Regions from separate parts of the Arachis hypogaea genome. Here region 2 is linked to region 1. A link is a contact called in public Hi-C data. All regions are on one chromosome and are shown on one strand. Each heading gives the region's core, a stretch centred on a gene start, on an enhancer-like site or on the middle of the called end of the contact. The rest is flanking DNA. Distances are from core to core; before and after follow the strand shown. Region 1 holds the start of LOC112716089 (homeobox-leucine zipper protein ATHB-8). Region 2 holds the start of LOC140175519 (a long non-coding RNA gene).

What was found. A called contact is a pair of places that touch in the nucleus more often than the background predicts.
Region 2: a Hi-C map of leaf shows a contact between it and region 1, with 7 times the contacts expected there. The contact joins the enhancer-like site here to the promoter of LOC112716089 in region 1. A contact is called at or near these places in 3 of 8 Hi-C or Micro-C datasets (leaf and an unstated tissue).

What each region holds. Positions count from the first base shown.
Region 1 is chr10:99,006,543-99,012,344 of arahy.Tifrunner.gnm2.J5K5, forward strand. It overlaps LOC112716089 (homeobox-leucine zipper protein ATHB-8), which reads right to left and starts at 3,331. Exons shown (of 18, transcript XM_025767938.3): 1 at 2,745-3,331; 2 at 1,984-2,146; 3 at 1,574-1,677; 4 at 894-984; 5 at 1-20. The coding sequence starts at 2,968.
Region 2 is chr10:99,159,780-99,165,428 of arahy.Tifrunner.gnm2.J5K5, forward strand. It overlaps LOC140175519 (a long non-coding RNA gene), which reads right to left and starts at 441. Exons shown (of 3, transcript XR_011866347.1): 1 at 270-441; 2 at 118-172. Within about 2 kb of position 3,227, at least 1 of the 3 cell types and tissues checked has open chromatin away from gene starts, as enhancers often do.

The DNA of each region.
Region 1 (5,802 bases), core at 2,081-4,580:
CCAATGGAATCCGGACCAGGCTGCACCACCATGTTAACAAAGAAACTGTTACATTGTATATATTATGCATTACTTAAGGAAAAATATATTCCTTATTTTTATGGCAACTACCCAAATGAAGATGGCAAAAACATCTTTTTATGAAGATGCTTTATTCAAAAGTGTGATTTATTTATTTAGCCACACTTTAAATAAAGACAACACTTTTATAAATATCAAAATCTAACCATCCAATCCATCATCCAAAGGTCAAAAGAAAATATTTTCACATGAAGACAATTATAAAGTCTTCATTGTAGTATCTACCTACTTTTATTAATGCAAACGGTAGAAAAATATGTGTATTCAACTTTATGGAAGAGGCAGAACGAGAGTACAAAATGTTATGTTATTTAAGTGATTTGAAAGTTTTGAAACACAATAAATCAACCCTCCAAGATGTGTATCTTTTTTGTACGGAACTACAAGAATCATAATGATGGATTGTGGCTTCAAAATAGGATTGATGGTACGTCACAAAGATGCTGTTCAGACTAAGCTACATAACAAATAAAGAAATACATGCAGTACATCGTGCTACCTATTATTTACATGCAAAATCGCACGAATTTATATATAAGAGAGTAAGGAAGAAACAAATAAACAAAGTAAGCTGAGAGGATCAGAGGAAAGCAACGAAACATATAACAAAAGCATGAGATAATGATGATGATGATATATGTGTCATGTGTCACACCAGAAATTAAATGAGCTAAAAAACAAGTTGCTTTGGTTATGGAGATGGAGATTAATTTAAAGGGTGCATGTACTTGTCACAAACGGACAGAGAGAGAGAGAGAGAGAGAGAGAGAGAGAGAGAGAGAAAGAGAAGAAGCAAAGAGAAAAGTAGTAACCTTCATCCCAGGCATTTGGACCCACTCCACAGCGGTTCCAGTGGCCTTTGATAGAAACTCTGCTAAAGTCTCCTCTGCAATCGACAAAAGTCTGAAAGACAAACAAAACCCAAAGCACTATGAAAGAATATTCCCATAGGTGTAGCCTTCTTCAGACAGAATATAAAACATACAGCAACATACCATCCAGACAAAACACCAACAACCACCCTTTAAGTCCTGAACTACCAAAATTTATAAAATTTCACTATACATCTAAAAAGGCCTTTTTTTTTATCTAAAACATATATATGAAGGGAAGATTTGGAATAACAATTAAGTAATTCCTATGAAATTTTAAGATTACAAGTTTAAGCCATAAAAATAATTATCAATGTAATTATTAAATTATATTATATACATTATATTTTTTAGGTATGATCTTTTTCTAGACTTACGTTATCACGAAATATGTATTAACACAAAATATTTGTGCATTAAACTATTTTTTTTATCTAATATATATTTATAATATTCTACTTATTTTTTTATAATTAGTCAGAAATAGGTTTTCTTAAATTTTTTAATTATACCCTTTAATTAAATGTGATTTTTTATTATTCAATGTTTTTTTCACATACTTTTTTTACAAGAAATTAAGAGAATTCATTGCACATACTTCAGTTCACTGTTGAACTTACCCTGCAGGGCTTGCATCCCTTGGCGGATGCTGAGGTGTCAAGTTGCGCTGACCGCTTGTTACCACCGACTCACAGCTGGTGTCTGTGGTGGCAAGCGCCGCCTGCTGAAAAACACAAGAGAAATTAATCGAATTAGTGTCTTTAATTTGTGTAAGATGCTAATAACAACAATACAGATATACTGAAAATGATGTTTATATTAAAAAGGCAAGAACTTTAAAGAGAAAAAAAGAAAGAAAAGAGGGTAGCTACAAGCTAGGTTAGTTTTCATTCAACCAAAGTTGTGAACAAAAGTAGCATGATTGGATTTTGTTTTAAGTATAGAAAAAGGGATTGTTTATTTGTTTTAAGAAAGATTTAGAATAGGATTACACAAGATATTGTTGATGTTGTAAGAATATAATACATACATTTTGTTGAGTGTGTTGGCGGAAAAAGGTGTTCTCATAGACGAGGTGAGAGACTTGCTTCTGCAATCTGTCGTTTTCCTCCATCAGCAGTTTATTCATTGCTGTCAGCTTCCTGTTTACAGCTTGCAGCCGTGACGCCTCTTTCCGCTGCTTCTCTCGGCATCTTTAATTTTTTGTCATCAAAATAACCATCATTACACTTGTGTATTTCATTGCCGCTATGCTATAATAATTAAAACCTTTTATTTATTGCCATATTTAAAGGTCTCTTTCTAAATGCTGCATCTATCTATCTATGTAGCTGAAACTTGCAAGTATTATCAACATACAGATCATGAGACACAGAGAGTAAAGAAAATAATTAGGAACTTGGAAAAATTAGCTGGGCTGCCAAAGAAAAATAGAAAAAAAAAAACATTTTACACCAATCTTTTGATGGTGTATCATTTCCGTTAAGTGAAATTCCATAGACGCATGAAACCGAATGATTCAGATTTGTATTTAAAAAAACAAGAAGTTTGGTTTCATATATGTTTTGGATATGTAAGTTGATGCAGTATATATAAGCCTAATAATATATGAAAGGAAAAGTTGAGTAGAGGGAGCTAATATTGAAGGAAAACGATGAAAATGTTGAGCATACTTGTATCACGTTTGTATGTAATAAGATGTTTAAGGTAAGACATTTAAAAGCTTAACGTATTGTATAAAATGAAGAGAAAAGGTGTAAGTATAGTATAGGCATAAGAAGAAAGAAATACCTTCGATTTTGGAACCAGACTTTGATCTGTTTGGGCTCGATGTTGGAGAGAATAGGGCAGTCTCTGATGAGTTGCTGGCGGCGAAGGGAGCTTGGTTTGGGGCATTCATGGTAGAGCCTCTCCAGTGCCTCCACCTGCTCCGGCGTGTACCTCACGTACTTGCCGTTGTCCATCATCACCTTACTCCCTCCTCCTTCTTTGCTCCCCGAACTCACCGCCATCATCTCTCCCTCCCTCCCTCCCTACCTACCTTCCTTTATCCCTTGCTTACTCCTTTCTCTTTAAACACCTCCAGAATCGCATCAGATGGAAGACCAAAACCACCACTACTACTACTACTATACTATTCACTTATCAGACTAGAGTTTATTGTGGTTTCTCATAACATTCTTTAATTTGAAAGGGAGAGAGAGAGAGAGAGGGTATATTGGGATTGTGACATACACCACATGAATGGGGTAGCTTATTGCTTATTATAAGAGAGATGGGGTGGGGGTGGGGTGCTCTGATCTACTACCCCCAAATATCACACACAAATAATAATCAAAACTTTTGAGCTGGTTCGGCTGTTGCTTTTCTTGCACTACTACTTTATTTGTTTTGGCACTTTCCAACACCCTCTCTTATCACCACTACTCATCACATTGGGCTAATAGGGAAATAAATAAATTGCCACCCACACTCTCCTTCACCACGCGTGCTCTATAATTCCCAAAACCACTACATACTCTCCACCAAATCCCACACCCTTTTATATCTTTCTTTTTTTGTTTCCTCTTATAATCGACTAAATATTCAAACTAGATCCTAACATTCACGTCCTATACCAACTTCATTCTTAAAGCTTTAATTGCACTATATTGTTATTTTTTAGATTAAATTTCAAGCACCATAATATTCTTTCGGCTTTTTTTTTTTTTTTTTACAGTAACTCAGTAAACAAATGATGAATTAACACTTTTTTATCACATTGGAAAAATATAGGTAGAGAATGGTGAAATGACGACTTTTTTTTTTTGCGCACAATGAAAACAATAGTCACGGCCATGTAAAATCATTTGCACACACTTTTAATTGCACGTCTTTGCTTTGATTGGAGGCCAAAAACAAATAACGCCATTTTACTATTATTGTCCAACGTGACAAGAGAGTTAGTTTATTACTCTGTTTGTTGAGTCACTGTTAAAAGAGGATTGAAAAACCACTGATATTCGAAGTTCAATTTCGAAGAAAAAAATAATGCGATTTAAACCTCAAGAATCAAATCAATGCACGTCTTGAATCCCATACATCACTATTAAGATTTCTCCTTATAATCACCCGCTAACAAGAAAAAAATGTGCTTCCTTCAAATAAATGATAAATAATGTATAAAAATATCGCTGACAACAATCGTGCATATATCTATTGTTTTTCTAATTTTTATTGTTTTTCTTACAATTATTATCAGGTTACTAAACTACTTGATGCATTTGTTAAGCACGAAATATAAAAAAATTTAACTCAAACTGATGCCATGATTACCCACCAACATTTAATGTATATTTGTTTGTCGTCCCTATATGAAAACTACGAAGAGCAATGCTACATGAATCAACTAATGGTCTTTTATATACATATAAAAAGCAAAATACATTTTGTAGAATATATTTGAAAACACTGGATTTGATTATTCGAAGCACAGAAAATTTCCTAGATTGATAGATACAGATGTTCTTTAATCAATTAGCTTGAGAATCTATATTTTTGTACTTGCGTACGTACATATATATATGTATGTATGTATGTATGTAGTTTCTGTATGGAGGAATTAAGGAATACTGGTTATTATATAGTATTTAACTATATATAGAAGCGAGCTCATGATTTATTTCGACCCCATAATTATGTTTGTGTCGCCTCATGAATATGATATATCTTGTTGGTGGTGTTTGATAGATTTGAATGCGCATCAGAGACAGCATAATTAGGGTTGTTTGCATGCGGGCTAGCTAAGCTGGTTAATTTAATTTCTTGTGATTCACCAGTACTGTATAACTTTATGCACACTTCTACTTCTATTACTATTATATTTATATATTTTTGAACGTATACGGAATATTCTACCAAAACCTTAACCCATGTTATAAATATATGTATATGATGTGGGTTAAGCATCGTATTCTACTGTGTGTGTATATATTTACGCTACTACTGTTTGTATGTGAGTTAAGCATAGAGATAGCAATACTACTATTTGTGTAGTAAAAATACTACTATTTTTTACAATTAAAATCTTTTTATTTTTTATTTTGTATATATAATTATTTTGTATTCAACTTTACATAAATATTTGTTTTTTGTCTTGAACAATAAATATAAAAAAAAAACACATAACTTTATAAGCAATAATATTAAAATTTTGCATTTTTTATCCTCTTCCACCTCCTTTTTCTCCTTTTCCTTCTTTTTCTTTTTATTTTTGTAGTTATTTTTTTTTCTCCTTTTCCTTCTTTTTCTTTTGTTTTTGTAGTTATTTTGAGTACCTTTACAATTATCTCTATCCAACTTCATAAATTTTTATATTTTTATTTTTTTTTATAGAATTTTACAATTTTTTATTTCATTTTATTTTGTTCTTTCTCATTCTCTTAATTTTCTTCTTTAGAAGAGAGACACTATTAATAAAGCAAAATAGAGAAAAAGAAGAAAAAAAAAACAAAAAGTAACAAAAAAAAAAGAAGAAGAATAAACAAAAAGAGAAAAATAAACTTAAAGCAACCACAAAAGAAGAATAGTGTAATTCATGTTCGTTTTGTATGAATGATTTTTTGTTGGACCTATTAGTAACTGAACCAACTTGATTAGATTTAATTTCTAAAATATTTGTATTTATAACAATACAATTAAATTAAATACGAGATGTATATATATTAGGTTTTTTTTTGGTAATTTAAAAGAAAATAAATAACAACTAAAAAGAAAAAAATAAACAAGAAATTGCTTAAGAAAGGAAGTCTCGCTGAATACTACTTTCAAACTCCTTTCAAGGCAACGGAAGCTCCACTTGAGGAGAATG
Region 2 (5,649 bases), core at 1,977-4,476, 150 kb after region 1:
AAGCTTGATCCAAAGCCTCAACTAACACCAAAACTCAAACTAACAACACATATATCACCAAAAATCAAAACCTAAGATACACAAACAACTAAACACAAGGATTTAGTGGAACCTTACCTTATCCAATGTAAGTAGGGGTAAAATCCAACAATTATCTGCTACTAGAGATCACCTAAACAAGCAAAACCACAAAATCTACTTAAACACCATAATCTCAAAAATGCAGAAATCTAGGACACGAAACTGGGAAGAGTGATGCAATTTATTACCAGGTTTCTTTAGATAGAAACGTAGAGCTCGACGAGAGCTTCACGTGGCCGCAAACGGCTCGTCAATCGGAGCTCCGAATCAAAAGTTATGGCCTCCGGAAGGTGGAGGTGAATAGTGTCACCCCCTTCCTTCTCCCTTCTCTCAAAACCGCGTGTCTCTCTCTCTTTAGGGCTGAAAAATGAGCTCAAAGCTCATTAAATGAGCTTATATATGTTGAGTCTTAGGCCTGGTTTGGGCCCGGTCCAACCCGTTAGCGTTTTTGGTCCGTTTGGTCCACTTTGGGCCAAAACCTTTAAGATTAGTGTCCGGTTTTCGATTCTAAATTATTTTTCTCCTTTCAAAATAATAAATCAATTTTCTAAATATTATTTTCCAAAATACGCAGTATTGGACAGACTAGAGCCGGTACTGTTGGCTCAAGCGCCAGTACGCATTTTTACAAAAACTTTCTGAAAAAGATACATTTTCCAACTCAAAAAAATTCACTGAAATCAAATGTCACATTTTTATTTTCAAATTAAAACTTATAAATTTTGAATCTATTCCAGGCACTAAAATTATTTTATTAAAACGGTTTTACATGAAAACGCGGGTTCTTACAACTATCATCCTGCAGGACGTGGCCTACCAGTTGGGACTTAGGATCGACGATGATCCTGTTAGTGGATGCCATAGGTGGTTGGGAGCAGCATCATCAGGGACGGTCCATTGAGGACTTCTGCCAGCAGCTACGTGGGTGCTGTTCCTGGCCCAGATGACAGACAGTCACAAACCAAGTGGACTGTCAAGCTCACTTGTTCTGAAATTGTTATCCAACCTCGAGCTCATTGTTTGGATCCTCTTCGGGGCCTCCCTGGGTAAACGACCAATCCAAAGTCATTGCATCGAGATTCAACCTGGAGAAGTGATCCGGTCGGTCATATGGTCGAGAAATGAAAGGTTGTGTCATAGCGATTTGTGTGTCACCATAGTAGTTCATCTCTTCTTCCTCGTCACCATCATTAGGAATTTCTGTTGGTTCATCATTAGCATCATCTCCGTCATCAGGGTTAACTTCATACTGATCCATCATCTGATCCTTGATAGCAGAACTCTCATGACTTTTTACATCATCTTTCATCATGTCAGCATTACGAACTTCAACATTAGACCCCCTTGACGACCTTCAGATGGCATATTTAGATCGACTATTGTCCTTCTAATATTTCGTCTAACAGCTCCACTCAAGGGACTATCATCGACGGTATCTGCAAATGATCCTCGTCCACCCAAATCAATGAGGAACACGAATAATTTCAACAAATAAACATTTGTCCATCGGTTGTGCCACGATCTTATATGACGTACGTCCTCGTCGTCACGTAACCGATACTTAATTCAAAATAACAGAAATATTTCTCACAACCGTGGTCTAATAAATATATTAACAACAGAGCCAAGACAATTGTGATATACCTTTTATAAAACAAACTATCATCTACTTCGGTCGGATATATGTAGTAAATTTTTTCACATTTTTCGTCTGTTGCTACTCGACGGAATACAATATCAGATTTTTCAATACTGTTAGACTATTGACTTTCGGTGTCATATAGATAATTGTCGGTTGTCCAGACCTAAAAACGATAAAACCTTCTTCATCATACACTATTTCATCATCATAATGAATGGATAACAAGGGATTCATTGACATTGTAAAGAAAAATGTCAAAAATGAGAACAAAAGTGAAGAATGAAAGTGTGGTTCTGAGCTTCGTTCTCTAGCAGCCATGCTTTTATTTTGAAAACTCAACCTAAAGTTTGCTAGGGTGTGGCGAATTTGCCCTAAATACAAAAAAAAATCCGTATTCTTGAAATTTAAGTTGAAAAATCTTGTTTGGAAACATATTAATTTTTTTATTTTATTTAAAAAAATCCTCCAAACATAGTTCAGCGAATACTTATCATAATCCTAGAAGAAGGTGAAAACATAATTCAATAGATAATGAACAGAGCACAAACATATGATGTTATATCAGGATACAGGATTGCTTATCAATTTTACCATACCTCCATTGAATTTTGTCCGAACTTCATGCAACAAAGGCCAGTTTGGAGCCATTTATGAAAGCTGAAAATTTTTCATAAGATTTTGTTCTTTGCATAGAAAATCCTCCATAGTAAACTTCCTATTCTGCTTCTCATCCACCAGCAGTTTTCATCCTCTCCGGTAAGTTATCCAATCTGCAAATCAGCTCGAGAATCACTCATACACTGTCTAATTTTCTATTGAGACACTAATCTAGTGTGGAAGAAGAGTTCTTTGGCTTATCTCATTCCAGACTATAGATGTTCCTTGTCTTCGATTGATAAAGGGATTTGGTATTATAAACTGGGCTTTAAGGAACAAACCCTCAAAGAGATCGACTGGTTTTGATTATAGTTTGGAATATTTAGAAGGAAAAGTGTCAGTGAGTCTTCGACCATGTCTAGGAACCTCTGGAGAAAGTGCTAGCAACATCGCTTAAGTTGAACCATGAGCTATCTATTTTGTCTTATATATAGTACCATAAGATTTCTTTCTTATCGATTTTTTATATTATTTTCTTCTTACAATTTTATCTGTTCATGAATATTTAAAAAATTCTCTTTTTTTATTTTCTTGTCCTAATTTTTAAACATTGTATTTATTTTTCTATTAAATAAAATATCACTATTATCTTTAGAAAAAAAATTATTCAATAAAAATTTTTTTGATCTATAATTTTAATATGTGTCTTTAGGCACAATTTAGCTAAATCCTTTTTAATGTTGATAGTCTAACAAGTAATAAGAATAACAAATCTGAGTTGCAATCTTGCAAAAGTTTGAAAATAGGCTGCGCTAACTTCTGAAAAACACTTAGTGGGTAAGGCTGAAAGCTTCTAAAAAGAAACAAATTGGGCTTTACCGTCGGAAGCCCTAACCATTCTTTTACACACTAGGTTTAAACTCCACTAATTTGTTGAGCAATAATATGAAACAACTAATTGACCCATGACCCAAAAAACACTCTTTGACCTAAAATTCTCATCTAAGTCCGGAATTTGGGCTCAGAAGGTCATTTTGATGTTTCTGTTACAAATAGTAGCCAAATCTGTAAAGTTTAATACGAGTTTAGTAGCTATCCAAAAAATGAAAAATAAAGACACACCAAAAATGAATCATATATTTCATCCTTTTATCTCTCTTTTAATCCTATAAACTTTTACCATGCTATCGTCTCCAATACTTGCTCCCATAGCTCCTCACATTATTTCCCATTCATACTCATACATAGACAACTATTTTACTATCGAACTAATTTATCTAATTTTTAAATGTTACGTACTAATTTATAATCATTGATTAATTTGTTTAATAGATAATATTCTAACAAAATTAGAGATCAATTTTTCAATTTATTAGAATTTGCCTAATAAAAAATTATTAGGGATTGATTTAAAATTTTCTCTAACAAATAAATTTTTTAATTTTTAATTCATTTATTAAAAAAATGTACTCCTACATTTTTACTTCGTTAATTTTTTTTTTCATTTTATGATTCTGGGTTTGGACTATTGAAGGCACTCACTAATTCCTTATATCATCATGGTATCCAAGTATCCATGGAAAGAGCGATATATATTCTCACTCGGCAAAGTATTTAATGCAACTCATATAAAGAGCTCTATTCAATGAAATTATTAAAAATATTTATAAATTTATCTTAATTTATTAATTTATATTTATATATTTTTAACAAATTTTTTTATATTTTAAAAATAAATTTTAACTACTACCATCATGTTTATACATGTCATTCTTTAAACATTAAAATTCACATTAGTAATACCGTTTTTAAATATTAATATTCGTAATTTTTAAAGAGTATCGTCACTGATCACTATTCGTCATCTTCTAGATATCAAAGTTTTATCGTTCAAGAGTGAGAGATCTTTGATATCTTTGCTGCACCTGCATTGTGCGACGATTTGCTGTCACATTGACAATTAAGTTGGATTCATTTGAAGAATCTAAGAGTGTTATTAGGAAGCTGAGTTAACCGGTGGCTTGTTTGTGTACCTAGATTCGAATACAGAAGACGATATTGTTTATTGAGTAATTGGCGTTTTCAATAAGAGTGCTTTAGTTCCTAAATTGAGGAATTTGAAGTTTTGTTTAGTTGAGCTTAAAATGTTTATGATTATTACTCATTGGTACGGGTGTTTAAATTTAAACCGATCCAAATTAAACCGTTCATTTAATCCAATTCAAATTAAAAATCGATTAAAACCGCATTAATTCGGATTTGATTGGATCTTATTTTTTGCAAACCGCTGAATCGAATCGGATTTCGGATCTACTTTTCACAACCGATCCAATCCAATCCAAATCGCACAATGTGTTATAATATTATTATTTTATTATTACATTTACAATTATACTTATAACATATTCAATTTGTTATATATTTTTATATTTTTCATGTATTATTATTATTTAATAGATGTTTTATGTTCAAAATTTGATTTATTTATTTATTTTAACTAACCTATAATTTTATTTCTATTGTTATGTTATCGTTAGTTTTTTAAGATATTGTTAAGACTTTCTATATTATTGTTGGTTATTTGAAATTTGATGTTGAAACTTGTTATATATATTTAATTTTTTAATTGATAAAACCGTAAATCCAACCCAATCCAAACCGCTCAAAATTGGATCGAATCGGATCGGATTTTTTAAAAAAAATATCCAATCTAAACCGCACCGCAAGTAAACATAGTGTTCAAATCAAATGAGTTTTTGATTCAAAACCGATCGCATCGCAAACACCCCTACCCATTGGGTTGAATTTAGAATCGTGAATAACTTGACTATTTTCAATTATGTAAGTTACTTTTTTCTTATGATTCTTCTTTTGCTTTTTAAAGATACTAAACTTTACTTTTTTGTGAGGTTTGAACTTGTTTTTAAAATTTTAAAAAAATTTATTAAAAATATATAAATATAAAATAATAAATTGAGATAAATCTATAATTATTTTTTATAATTCCATTGAATAGAGCTTTCTGTCAAAGTTCTTTGGAATACTTTTTGCCTACTATCTTTTACTGATATGTGTATGGATGAATTCTACGATGTAGAAAGAAAAGAAAGATTCTTCTATATGTGTATGTTTGTCTTGTTAAAAGGATAGTGTAACAAGTGTTTAGAAAGAGAGTAATTGAAGAGACTAAATTTGACATATTATAAATAAAATATAGTGTATTTTGTCTTATGTAACATGTAAATAATGTATTAATTAAATAGGCTAATTATATTTATGTTAATTAATTATTAAAGATAATATTGGACCTTGTATGATTTTTTTTATTT